Regions from separate parts of the Sus scrofa genome. Here region 2 is linked to region 1. A link is a contact called in public promoter capture Hi-C data. All regions are on one chromosome and are shown on one strand. The core of a region is the stretch at or near the end of the contact, and the rest is flanking DNA. Distances in the headings are between cores, read along the strand shown.

The links. Promoter capture Hi-C pulls out the DNA fragments that hold promoters and counts their contacts.
Region 2: a promoter capture Hi-C map of liver shows a contact between it and region 1, with 3 times the contacts expected there. The contact joins the promoter of DNAJC11 here to the promoter of TAS1R1 in region 1. A contact is called at or near these places in 1 of 5 promoter capture datasets (liver) and 1 of 2 datasets of contacts at active chromatin or transcription factors (alveolar macrophages).

What each region holds. Positions count from the first base shown.
Region 1 is chr6:67,393,322-67,399,206 of Sscrofa11.1, forward strand. TAS1R1 (taste receptor type 1 member 1) reads left to right here and starts at 3,152. Exons shown (of 6, transcript XM_013988748.2): 1 at 3,152-4,236. The coding sequence starts at 4,046. It overlaps NOL9 (polynucleotide 5'-hydroxyl-kinase NOL9), which reads right to left and starts at 3,121. Exons shown (of 12, transcript XM_003127541.5): 1 at 2,706-3,121; 2 at 1,023-1,242. The coding sequence starts at 3,077.
Region 2 is chr6:67,526,739-67,532,623 of Sscrofa11.1, forward strand. DNAJC11 (dnaJ homolog subfamily C member 11) reads right to left here and starts at 3,220. Exons shown (of 14, transcript XR_002344878.1): 1 at 3,080-3,220.

The DNA.
Region 1 (5,885 bases), core at 1,902-4,401:
GAAAGAATACAAAGCCTAGGTCACAGTAAACATATAAAAATTATGAGCTTTAAAAAAAAAAGAAGGGAGTTCCCGTCGTGGCGCAGTGGTTAACGAATCCGACTAGGAACCATGAGGTTGCGGGTTCAGTCCCTGCCCTTGCTCAGTGGGTTAACGATCCGGCGTTGCTGTGAGCTGTGGTGTAGGTTGCAGACGCGGCTCGGATCCTGCGTTGCTGTGGCTCTGGCGTAGGCCGGTGGCTACAGCTCCGATTCAACCCCTAGCCTGGGAACCTCCATATGCCTCGGGAGCGGCCCAAGAAATAGCAACAACAGCAACAACAACAACAACAACAAAAAGACAAAAGACAAAAAAATAAAAAAAATAGGAGTTCCCGTCGTGGCGCAGTGGTTAACGAATCCGACTAGGAACCATGAGGTTGCGGGTTCGGTCCCTGCCCTTGCTCAGTGGGTTAAGGATCCAGCGTTGCCATGAGCTGTGGTGTAGGTTGCAGACGCGGCTCGGATCCCGCGTTGCTGTGGCTCTGGCGTAGGTCAGTGGCTACAGCTCCGATTCAACCCCTAGCCTGGGAACCTCCATATGCCGTGGAAGCGGCCCAAGAAATAGCAACAACAACAACAACAACAACAACAAAAAAAAGACAAAAAAAAAATAAAAAATAAAAAAATTAAAAAAATTAAAAAAAAATAAAAAATAAAAATTATGAGCTTTAGAAGTTTCCATCATGGCTCAGGGGTTAGCAAGACCAGCTAGCATCCATGAGGACGCAGGTTCAATCGCTGCCCTTGCTCAGCGGGTTAAGGATCCAGCATTGCCAGGAGCTGTGGTGTAGATCACAGACGTGGCCCAGATCCCACACTGCTGTGGCTGTGGCCTAGGGTGGCGGCTACAGCTCCCACTGGATCCCTAGCCTGGGAACCTCCACATGCCACAGGTGGGGCCCTAAAAAGGACAAAAAGACATAAATTATTAGCTTTATTATATGGTACATCCTCAGAAAATCACTCAGTTCTTTTCATTACCTCGGTTCAGATGCGACTTGAGCAAAGTCCGGGCTTCCCTTTTCATCTCCTTCTTGCTTTTCTCAGACACTGAGTAGTGAACTGCGGTGACAGTCAGGCGAGCGTGCGTATAGGTGGAGTACACGTCCTGAGCGGGCTGGCCTTGGCTGATGTTAAAACCGAGCACCTGCACTTGACCGTAGAGGCAGGTCACACGACAGATCCCGCTAAAGATGAAGCTCTAGATGGAAAGAAAAAAGAAAGGGAGAAAGAAAGTTACAGAGTCTGTTACTAACAACTAAAAACTTCAAAGTTCTTAACTGGCTGTGCAGACATCAAAAGGCGGCTGATTTCTAGTAACAGAGTACCTTGTAGGTGACTATCTAGTATTCCCCCCCCACCTGCTGTACAGCATGGGGATCAAGTTATTTTTACATGTGTACATTTCCCCCCCACCCTTTGTTCTGTTGCAATATGAGTATCTAGACGTAGTATTTTTAACTAATAGTATCACTATCTTTTTTTTCTTTTTAGGGCCACATCTGGGGCATATGGAGGTTCCCAGACTTGGGGTCAAATTGGAGCTGCAGCTGCCGGCTTACACCACAGCTGCAGTAATGCCCGATCCAAGCCGAATCTGCAACCTAAGCTGCAGCTTACTGGCAACACTGGATCCTTAATCCACTGAGAGAGGCCAGGGATGGAACCCACATCCTCAGGGACACTATGTCCAGTTAAGAGCCACAATGGAACTCCAACTAACAGAGTATTTTAACTAATTAACATTTTAAACCTATGATCATATCCTACAGCAGCTATAGGGACAGAGAGTCTGTTTTTTTTTTTTTTTGTTTTTCTTTTTAGGGCTGTACCCAAGGCACGTGGAAGTTCCCAAGCTAGGGGTCAAATCTAAGCTGCAGCTGCTGGGCTACCCACAGCCACAGCAATGAAGGACCCTAGCCAAGACTGTCACTTACACCTCAGCTCACGGCAGTGCTGGATCCTTAACCCACTGAGCAAACACAGGGATCAAACCTGTTCTCATGATACTAGTTAGATTCGTTACCGCTGAGCCACAATAGGAACTCCGGGACAGGCTGGTGAACACTGACCCAAGGGGGTCTCCCAAACTCAGCTCTGCTGTTCTCACGGCTCTCTGTCCTCACAAAGGCCCAGGCCTGCAGAGCCTCTGCCTTTCTTAGGGTTTTACTTCCCTCCTGCATAGAGGGGGACTGCCTAGACCAAGGTCCAGGTGAAGAGCAGGGGCCCTGCCATGAGGCTGCCAGAATGTGACTGTTGGCTCTGCCTCCACGTATACTTTTTGCCAAGTTACCTAAGCTATACTCTTCCTCTCTGTAAACATTCCTAGTGGTAATGACTCCATAGAGAGCTGGTAGTGTTAACGGAGTTCATATGCCCAAAACACTCAGAACACTTAAGGGCCCGGCATACCAAAGCACCCAGTAAATGCGGTCTATTCTTATAATTATTATTCTATTTTAAGTCCCTCCAGCTCCGCAGACCTAGAATTAGGGAGGTCCTTGTTACCCTCGGTTCAGCACCACCGCCCGAGGAATGCGCCCGTCTTACAGCCGGAGAACCCGCAGAAGGATACTGTCTCTCCCAGTCGGCAGCTGCCAGTCAGCAGCTCCCGGGGCTCCCCTCCACCCGCTCTGCCCGCCCGGCTCCCTCGGCGCGACCCACCTGCCCAAGCGGCAGCAGCACCAACGCACGGCCCGGGCCGGCCGGCCGCACTGGCGGGATGGAGAGGATGGCGGAACAACTTGTGGTCAGGTCCGCGGCCACGTCTGGGCTGGGGTCCGGCCTGGGGACCGCGGTCTTGGGCCTCCGGGGCGCCGCCGCGCGCGACACCAGGCAGCCGCCCTCCCGCCAGTCCACGCCGGCCGCCTGGGCATGCAGCAGCCGCCGCCGAAGCCGCCTTCGGCCGCACCAACGCAAAGTCCTGAGCCGCCGGCGGGGCCGGTGGCCGAGAATGAGTTGGGACCGGGCCTTGCGGGCCCGCAGCCACGTGGAGCGGGAGGAACCCCGCTTGAGCACCAGCACTGAGTCCGCCATGCTGGTCCCCGGCGCCTCTCTCTGGCGAATCTCGCGAGAGAGCCCGTCGCTCCGCCCCGCGGCCCGTCAAGCCGGCTGGGAGCCACGGGCGCTCTCTGCCGGCGGCCTCGGCAGCGCACCCGGACCTTGGCGGGCCCCTCGGAGTCTCACGCCCGCCGGCGACCGGAGAAGGGGCCGCCTGGATGACACCTAGCCGGGCGGTCCCAGCGAGGGTGACATTTACATTATGCAAAAGATCTTATCTGGCCGCCCGGGGGCGGAAGTCGGTTACCCCGAGTCCAGGGCCACCTCTCCGGAAATCCACCAAGGTTTTTTTTTTTCCCCTGGCAGAAAAAGCTCCAGGCTTGGCGTTGTAAACAAAACCGGTCTATTTGCATAGCCTCTGTTTGCATGCATTTGTCTTTTGAGTTGTAGCCAGCAAGCCTGTAAAACCAGGCGTAACTAGGATGATTCACTCAGAATTTCAACTTAAGCATCCTGAGGACTGGGGTGGGGGTAGGGAGCAACGCAGAACTTTGTCTCACGTGGTGAACGGAGGCCCGGGTAAGAGGTTCTAAAGTCTGCAGCTCCCTGATGGAACGGTCCCCGTTCCCAGCCGCCCCCCCCCCCCCGCAACTGTGTTCCAGCCTTCCCCTCCCCCACCCGAATACTGGGGCTCCCTTTCTGAGCTGGGTGAGGCCACAGGCACCAGAGCAAGGACAGAACCCACAACCGTCCAGAGGAAGGGTCAGGGGGTGCCACCTGGCTTGCACCTGTGCCTTGACTCTGCCCAGTTCCTGAGGAGGACCGCAAGCCCGGAAGGCCTAGGCCAACAGCCGGGTTCCTACAACCGGGCTCCTGTCCCACCCCTTTGAAAGGCATGAAGCTGGGAGGCATCCTGGCAGCTGCAACCTTTCTATTTAAACAGCCCAGCCTGGTCGGAGGGCGTCGCTCGGCCATGCCAGGCTCAGGGCGGCGGTCTGGCCAGCATGTTGCTCTGGGAGGCGTGCCTGCTGGGTCTGCAGCTCTCCCTCTCCTGCTGCTGGGCTTTGGGCTGCCAGGGCCCAGAGTCCTCCCCTGACTTCAGCCTCCCTGGGGACTACCTTGTAGCTGGCCTCTTCCCTCTACACGGTGACCACCCAGAGGCGAGGCGCAGACCCACAGTGGCCTTCTGTGACAGGTGAGTGAGGGGTCCACGGAACGGTCAGCGAGGGGGCCCTGTGCCTACAGGGTCTTTGCCAGCCCTCCTCAGCAAGACCTTCTGCCTCTGGGGTTACTATTTGAGGGGTTTTTTTGTTTCGTTTTGTTTCTTTTTATTATTACTCAAATGAATTTATCAGATCTGTAGTTGTATAATGATCATAACAATCTGATTTCACAGGATTTCCATCCCACAGCCCAAGCACATCCCTCCACCCCCCAAACTGTATCCTCCAGAGACCGTAGTTTTTTTATTGTTTGTTTTTGTGTTTTGTCTTTTTGCCATTTCTTGGGCCGCTCCCGCGGCATATGGAGGTTCCCAGGCTAGGGGTTGAATCAGCTGCCAGCCTACGCCAGAGCCATAGCAACGTGGGATCCGAGCCGCGTCTGCAACCTACACCACAGCTCACGGCAACGCCGGATCGTTAACCCACTGAGCAAGGGCAGGGACTGAACCCGCAACCTCATGGTTCCTAGTCGGATTCGTTAACCACTGTGCCACAATGGGAACTCCAAGACCGTAGTTTTTCAGTGTCTGTGAGTCAGCATCTGTTCTGCAAGGAAGTGCAGTGTGTCCTTTTTTCAGATTCCACATGTCAGTCAAAGCATTTGATGTTGGTGTCTCATTGTCTGACTTCACTTAGCATGATGATTTCTAGGTCCATCCATATTGCTAAAAATGCCGGTATTTTGTTCTTTTTAATGGCTGAGTAATATTCCATTGTGTGTATGTACCACATCTTCTTGATCCAGTCCTCTGTCGATGGACATTTAGGTTGTTTCCATGTCTTGGCTATTGCAAATAGTGCTGCAATGAAAACATCGGAGTACATGTGTCTTTGTGAGTTGTTGTTTTCTCTGGATAGATGCCCAGGAGTGGGATTGGGGTTTTGTTTTTTACTTTGGGGTTTTTGGTCTTTTCAGGGCCGCACCCATGGCATATGGAGTTGTCAAGGCTAAGGGTCCATTCGGAGCTGTAGCAGCCAGCCTACACCACAGCCAGATCTGAGCCGCGTCTGCGACCTATCCTGCAGCTCAGGCAACACAGGATCCTTAACCCACTGAGTGAGACCAGGGATCAAACCTGCAACGTCATGGTTCCTAGTTGGATTCGTTTCCACTGCACCACAATGGGAACTCCCTGTTTTTTGTTTTTTTGTTTTTTGGCTGCCCCATGGCATATGGAGTTCCTGGGCCAGGGATCAGATCCAAACCGTAGCCCCGAACTAAGCTGCAGCTGCGGCAATGCAGGATCCCTAACCCACTGTGCCAGGCAGGGGATCGAACCCACGTGCCAGCACTCCCAAGACACAACCGATCCCTTGCCACAGCCGCAGCTCCTGGGTTACTATTTAAACTGCCTCCACCCTCTATCCAACCTGCAGTCTCCACCTTCAGGCACTGGCTACCCGTCCCTGGCACACACTCCCAGTTTCCAGTTTGTCACACATTCTTTTGACCTGGCTGTTAGAGTCCTTTGTGTTATAATCCCATGCCACTTGCTTCCTGGCTTTGTGACATAACTAGACAAGGCAGGGATTAAGCAAGGGTGGCCTTGCCTGCTTCAGCTCCTCCCTGGTTTCTCCCCCAGTACCCACTCCTTAGTCCCCCAGGGGGCAAGTATGGTTC
Region 2 (5,885 bases), core at 1,970-4,469, 130 kb after region 1:
TAGCTGCAGGCCTACATGCACCACAGCCATAGCAATGCCAGATCTGAACTGCGTGCAACCTATGCCACAGCTTGCGACAAGCTGGATTCTTAACCCACTGAACGAGGCCAGGGATCAAACCTGCATCCTCACAGTGACAGGTCCTTTGCCCACTGAGCCACAATGGGAACTCCTAAACTTGAAAATTTTAGATGGAACTACTGGTGGAAGAGGACCTCGCCTCCTAGTTACACTTCAATGCCATCGAGCTGCAGACCTGATAGAAACACATCAACAGGGGTTATTACCTGCTTTTGACCCCACATCTAAGAATAAAGATTACTTCTGTTTTTTCTGAAATTCTTCAGCTAAATCGTAGTATCTATCAACTTCAGGTTGATTTCTAATTTCATTAAAAAATTCTAGGAAATACCGAGTCCAGAGATCACCTCCAGAGCTTCCAGTGGAATCCTGAGAGAGAACACCTGCCCACCACACGGGAGGATGTTTTACGTAGGGTTTGTTGACAATGGCAACACAATGGGACTTAAGCAGGAAGACGGGTTTCTTCAGGATTTCACCTACAGCAAAAAAGGCGGGAGGTGCTGCCACTCATCCGGAGAAGTGTTTTTTTAAAAGAAGTATTTCTTGGAGGTCCCATCATGGCTCAGTGGTAATGAACCCGACTAGTATCCATGAGGACTTGAGTTCAATCCCCGGCCTCACTCAGCAGGTTAAGGATGTGGCGTTGCTGTGAGCTGTGGTGTAGGTCGTCGCAGACCCAGCTTGGATCCCATATTGTTGTGGCTGTGGTGTAGGCCGGCAGCTGCAACTCTGATTCCACCCCTAGCCTGGGAACTTCCACATGCCTCGGGTGTGGTCCTATTAAAAAAAAAAAGTAAAGAAGTATTTCTTTGGCTCTCACCCATCAGTCCAATAACAATGACAGGTCCTAGCATTCTGGCAGTTTCAAGGTGTACCTCAGACAAATGTTTACTTAGGACCCTGGCCAAGCCTATTATTCTAGGTCTATTTTTTTTTTTCTTTTTAGCACCGCACCCGTGGCATATGGAAGTTCCCAGGCTTGGGGTAGAATCAGAGCTACACCACAGCCACATAGCAACACCACAGCCACATAGCAACAAGATTCCAACTGCGTCTGCAGCCTACACCACAGCCACAGCCACGGAGCGAGGCCAGGGATTGAACCTGCATCCTCACAGATGCTAGTCGAGCTCATTAACCGCTGAGCTACAAAAGGAATTCCTATTCTAGATCTTTTGATCATCTGCAGCAACCTAAGATTCAGTAAGCCGGATAGACAGGTAAATGGCTGCTCAATTACTAACAATCCAGACCAACTACGAATGAGTACAAAAGGATGATTTCAGAAAAGCTGCTTTCATTAACTGCTTTGCTTCTGAGAAGTGGAGAAAAAGAGTAACTGACTTACTTCTTTCAAAGGGAAAAGAAATGAAGGCCAAAGAAGCGGTTTACTCAGAGCCTTATCACTGATTACTCGCGAGACTGTCACTGTAGCAGCCTAATAAAATCTGCAATTCCTCAAATCAGTTCAATGGGCGTTTCTGTAGTAAACTGTGGCTAATATATTCAAGGAATTTTTTTTTGTGGGATTCCCAAGAAGTACCCTGGCTTTGTAGCTTGAGGACTGGCAAGCTAGGGTGAGAGTACAGAGAGATCCAGAGCTGGGGCTCCAGAGTCAGACTGCCCAGGGCTGAATTCAGGCTGCTGAACTTTCTAGTGGTGTGACTTTGGCTAAATTACTTAATCTCTCTACACTTCAGTTACAAATCAAGAATTATCTTAATACCTACCTCAAGGGCTGATATGAGAATTAAGTGCAGTAACATAAAGTTTCTTTCTGCACCACGGACCTGCACGAAATAAGCACTTAAAAACATTAGCTGTTTTGTTTTGTGTCTTTTCTAGGGCCGCACCCGTGGCATATGGATGTTCCCAGGCTAGAGGTCTAACTGGAGCTGTAGCCACAGGCGTACACCACACCCACAGCTCCACGAGATCTAAGCCGCGTCTGCGACCTACACCACAGCTCATGGCAATGCCAGATCCTTAACCCACTAAGCGAGGAGGCCAGGGTTGGAACCTGCAACCTCATGGTTACTAGTCGGATTCGTTAACCACTGAGGCACGAGGGGAACCCTTCAAAAACGTTAGCTGTTATTAACATTACGTACACCAACCTTCACTGACAACACAGAGCCTTGACCCGCTTGCTCTAGGAGTCAAACGTCATGACTTGACCTTGGAAGCCTTCCCGCTGACCTCAAATGTACTAGTCAACAAGAAAGGAAACTTACTGGGCCCCTACTACGTGCCAGACGCAGTGTGAGGCTCTCTCGTGTTATCTTTTTATTCGGCGAGGAAACCGAGCAGAAGCACGTGGAGTCGAGCGCGCACGCCGAGGCCGTGCTCAGCTCATCACTTCTTTCCTGACTATTCTTAACTCGGGCCTCCGAATTGAAGCTATTTTTCCAGAAGGCTCTTCCTTCAATTTCTCTACAGCCGCTCAAGGGAAAGGTCAACAGACACGTGCCTCCGAGCCTGGACTCACGTCAGAAACCAGATGTCCCCATGCAAGACTCGGGAAGCCAACAGACCCCTGGGGAGGTTCCCTGGTGGCCTTGACCTTGGTGTCTAAGACTCGGTTTCCCATCCTGCCGGCTGGGGGCGAGGACACAGCCCCTGAACCAGGGCGGGTGTGAGCCGAGCCGGGCACCGGGTCCCGGAAGACTTGGACCCCTATTCCACTTCCACCTTCGGGACCCATTCCTTCCCGGGGGGGTTCGGGGGCCTCTGGCCTTGTCCGGACGCAGCGCGCGCAGCGCACCCGCCGCGGAGAGCCGGGGCAGACAGCGACCCGGACACCCCCGGCGCAAGGGTCGGGGCGGTGGGGACGGCCCGGTCGGCCGGCGGTCGCGCACGGCGGCCAGGGTCACGCGGCCTCGCTGCCGGGCCCCAGCCACCCGGGGCGGGAACGGGGCGGCCGCCGCCAGCCTGGCTGCCCCCAGAACGACCCGGCCGGGCCTCAGCCCCGAGAGCGACCCGCCGCAGGCCTCACCTCCCTGCGCACGTTCAGCAACGAGTAATAGTCTTCATTGTCCAGCTCCTCCTCGCTCAAGGCCGTCGCCATCTTTGCAACCTTTCACCCCGCCGAGCCCGCAAGGCCGTGCTCAAGAGGGACCCTCGGTGCGCGGCTCCAACAGCGTCGGCCGGTGCGGCTGCCCCACAGCGTCCCCTGGCGGCTGGGAGTCGCGCCACCGCCGTCTCCGCCCGGAAGGAGCGCGCCTGCGCCCTGCGCCCCCGCGCGGCCGAGGGCTGGATGCGGCGCTCCGGGGGCCCCGCACGTGCCTCCCGGGGACCTAAAGCCTCCGCGGATTGCCCTAGGGCTGTGCCTGGGCGGGAGAGGGGACTTTGCAGCCACACCCGGGGGTTGTCACCATCTGGGCGCCGGGGAAGACAATCTTCTGCAACACCCCCGTCTCCCTCGCCGGGCCCCGGGCAGAATGCATCGAAATCCCAATCCCCTCTGGGCCACACGGCCAGCTACCCCGGCGAGGCCACTCCAGGCCCCATTTGCTGCCTTGTCTTTACACAGGAGACATCCAGAATGGCACGTATTTCTGCCTCCAATGGTCGTCCCCTCGTCTCTTGACCACCTGCAACCCTGCCCAGAGGGTGACCTTCCTCGTTTTCGTTTTTCATTCTTACCCCATATTTAGGGGCACCTGGCCATTTTTCTGCTGCTTAAATGACGAGGCAATAGCCGTTGGGTTCCCACTATTACTGTCTCTGGCAGGCGTGCATATACCTGCAGACTCTATCCCAGAGCTGTTCTCTTGTAAATTTCTATCTTCTAGGTTAGCCCCGGAGTCTAATTGATTTCAACTCGGTGCCTGCTGTTCTGTGCGCTGTTAAAGCTGTCTCCCTTACAATCATCTAAATAATTTAAACGTCTTTGAAATGATGCCGTTATCAAGAGAAGCTGGACAGGAGAGCGCCTGTGCTCTTGTCACCAGCTTGGCCGACCTGTGCCAATTCTTCATTATTTCTCAATAACGTTTGTTCCTTAACTAACCATTGATTCAGAAGCATCCCGGTTGCCCTTCCTAAGCAGGTCCCCTGGGAAGCTCCAAACACCTGTCTGTGGATTTGAGAAGTTGATTTCTTTCTCTTCCTAATTTTTGACCAGATGTGCGCCATCTGGGCCTGTGTATGGTCCTTTCCAAGTTGCCCAGCCCTCTGAAGGATCTTTTGGCATGAGACACTTAGATGTGCGGAGACACGTTGAGTCAGCCTGGAACAGACTGTCAGCCCACGTTGTAAATGAAGAGCTATTTTTTTATTTGCGTGAGGTTTCCCTGTGATTGCGTTCACAGACATTCCCGGTTCATCCTCTATTCCAGCGATTTTTTTAATGGTCTCCCCCCCCCTTTTTTTTTTCCTCCATTGCAGAGCAGTGATTAGGGCTAAACTGCATGCTGACATTTGCTGGTCTTTAAGGATTTCTCTCAGAGAGGCTGGGGGCGAAGCTATGACGGTGAGATATCCCTTTTTTCCTTTGGGTTGTAGACATTAATTGGGACATGATGCTCAGGTGGGTAGAGGAATCCTTTGCCACATTCCCCCTGCTTTGGAAAACACTGCCTCAAGGGATTACGTGAGCGGAACAGAACACACGTCTCGGAACACCCAGGTCTGTGGTTCTGTGATTGAGAATGACCTGGTTTTTATCACCACTCAAACAAAATAAATAGTGGCTCAGGGATGTCTGCGTTTCGGTCCTCTCTTGGGTCCGCCGTGTTTTGCATGACGGTTACTTGGAAAGGGGTTGTGACAAATGGGAAATAAAGTAAAAGATGCCACACGCCTGAGAATAAATTTAGTTTGGAGGTTGACTTTCTTGTTTCTCCCCTCCAGAAACCCCGATCTAGGATGGGCGAAATAACGCAAAGCAAGAGCAGTACAAATTTATAAGTTAACACCCATCCAACAAAATACTCACGCCAGAGCAGTGACAAAAGTCAGCCACATTAACTCATTGTCTTGCACTTTTGTTTTCTTTGTATTGGGTCAGGTCACTAAGGAATTTGTTACTTGGCTGCATTGTCTAATATACTTATGTCATATGTTTCTATTAAACATGGATATTTATACACATAGGTAAGTATATATTATATATGTATATGATTGCATTGAATTCTCTCATCTTTATTATTATTTATTTTCTTGGCTGTGGCAGGCAGTGGCTTGATGTGGGCTCTCAAATCCCAGGCCGGGCGGAGCTTGAACTCTGGCCACAGCAGTGAAAGCACCGAATCCTAACCACTAGACCGCCAGGGAACCCCCTGAATTCTCTCATCTTTAAATGGTAACGATAAGGTCATTTACCTCCATCGTTGTCATGTTCAGAGTGACCCCAGAGTAGGTGGCTTCAGCATAGCCACTCAGGAAGTTTCATCTGTTTAAAGACTCGACCCTGGGCCCTCCCTTCTAGCATGCAAGGTTAGGGTTGCTGGATGAAATGCAGGATGGTGATTAAATTCGAATTTCAGATAAACAATGATTAATTGTTAGTAAAATACATTACTGTTGTCAGGGACATATACTAAAAAATTCACTGTTTACCTGAAATTCAAATTTAACTGGGTGTTCTATATTTTTATTTATTTTATTACCGTTTTTTTTTTTTTTGGCTGTGCCTGCAGCACTTGCAAGTTCCTGGGCCAGGGATCGCACCTGAACTACAGCAACAATCCAAAGCCACAGCACTGACAATGCAGGATCCTTAACCTGCTGCACCACATGGGAACTCCATCTTGTATTTTTTTTTTGAGGGCCCTACCTGAGGCACCTGGACGTTTGCA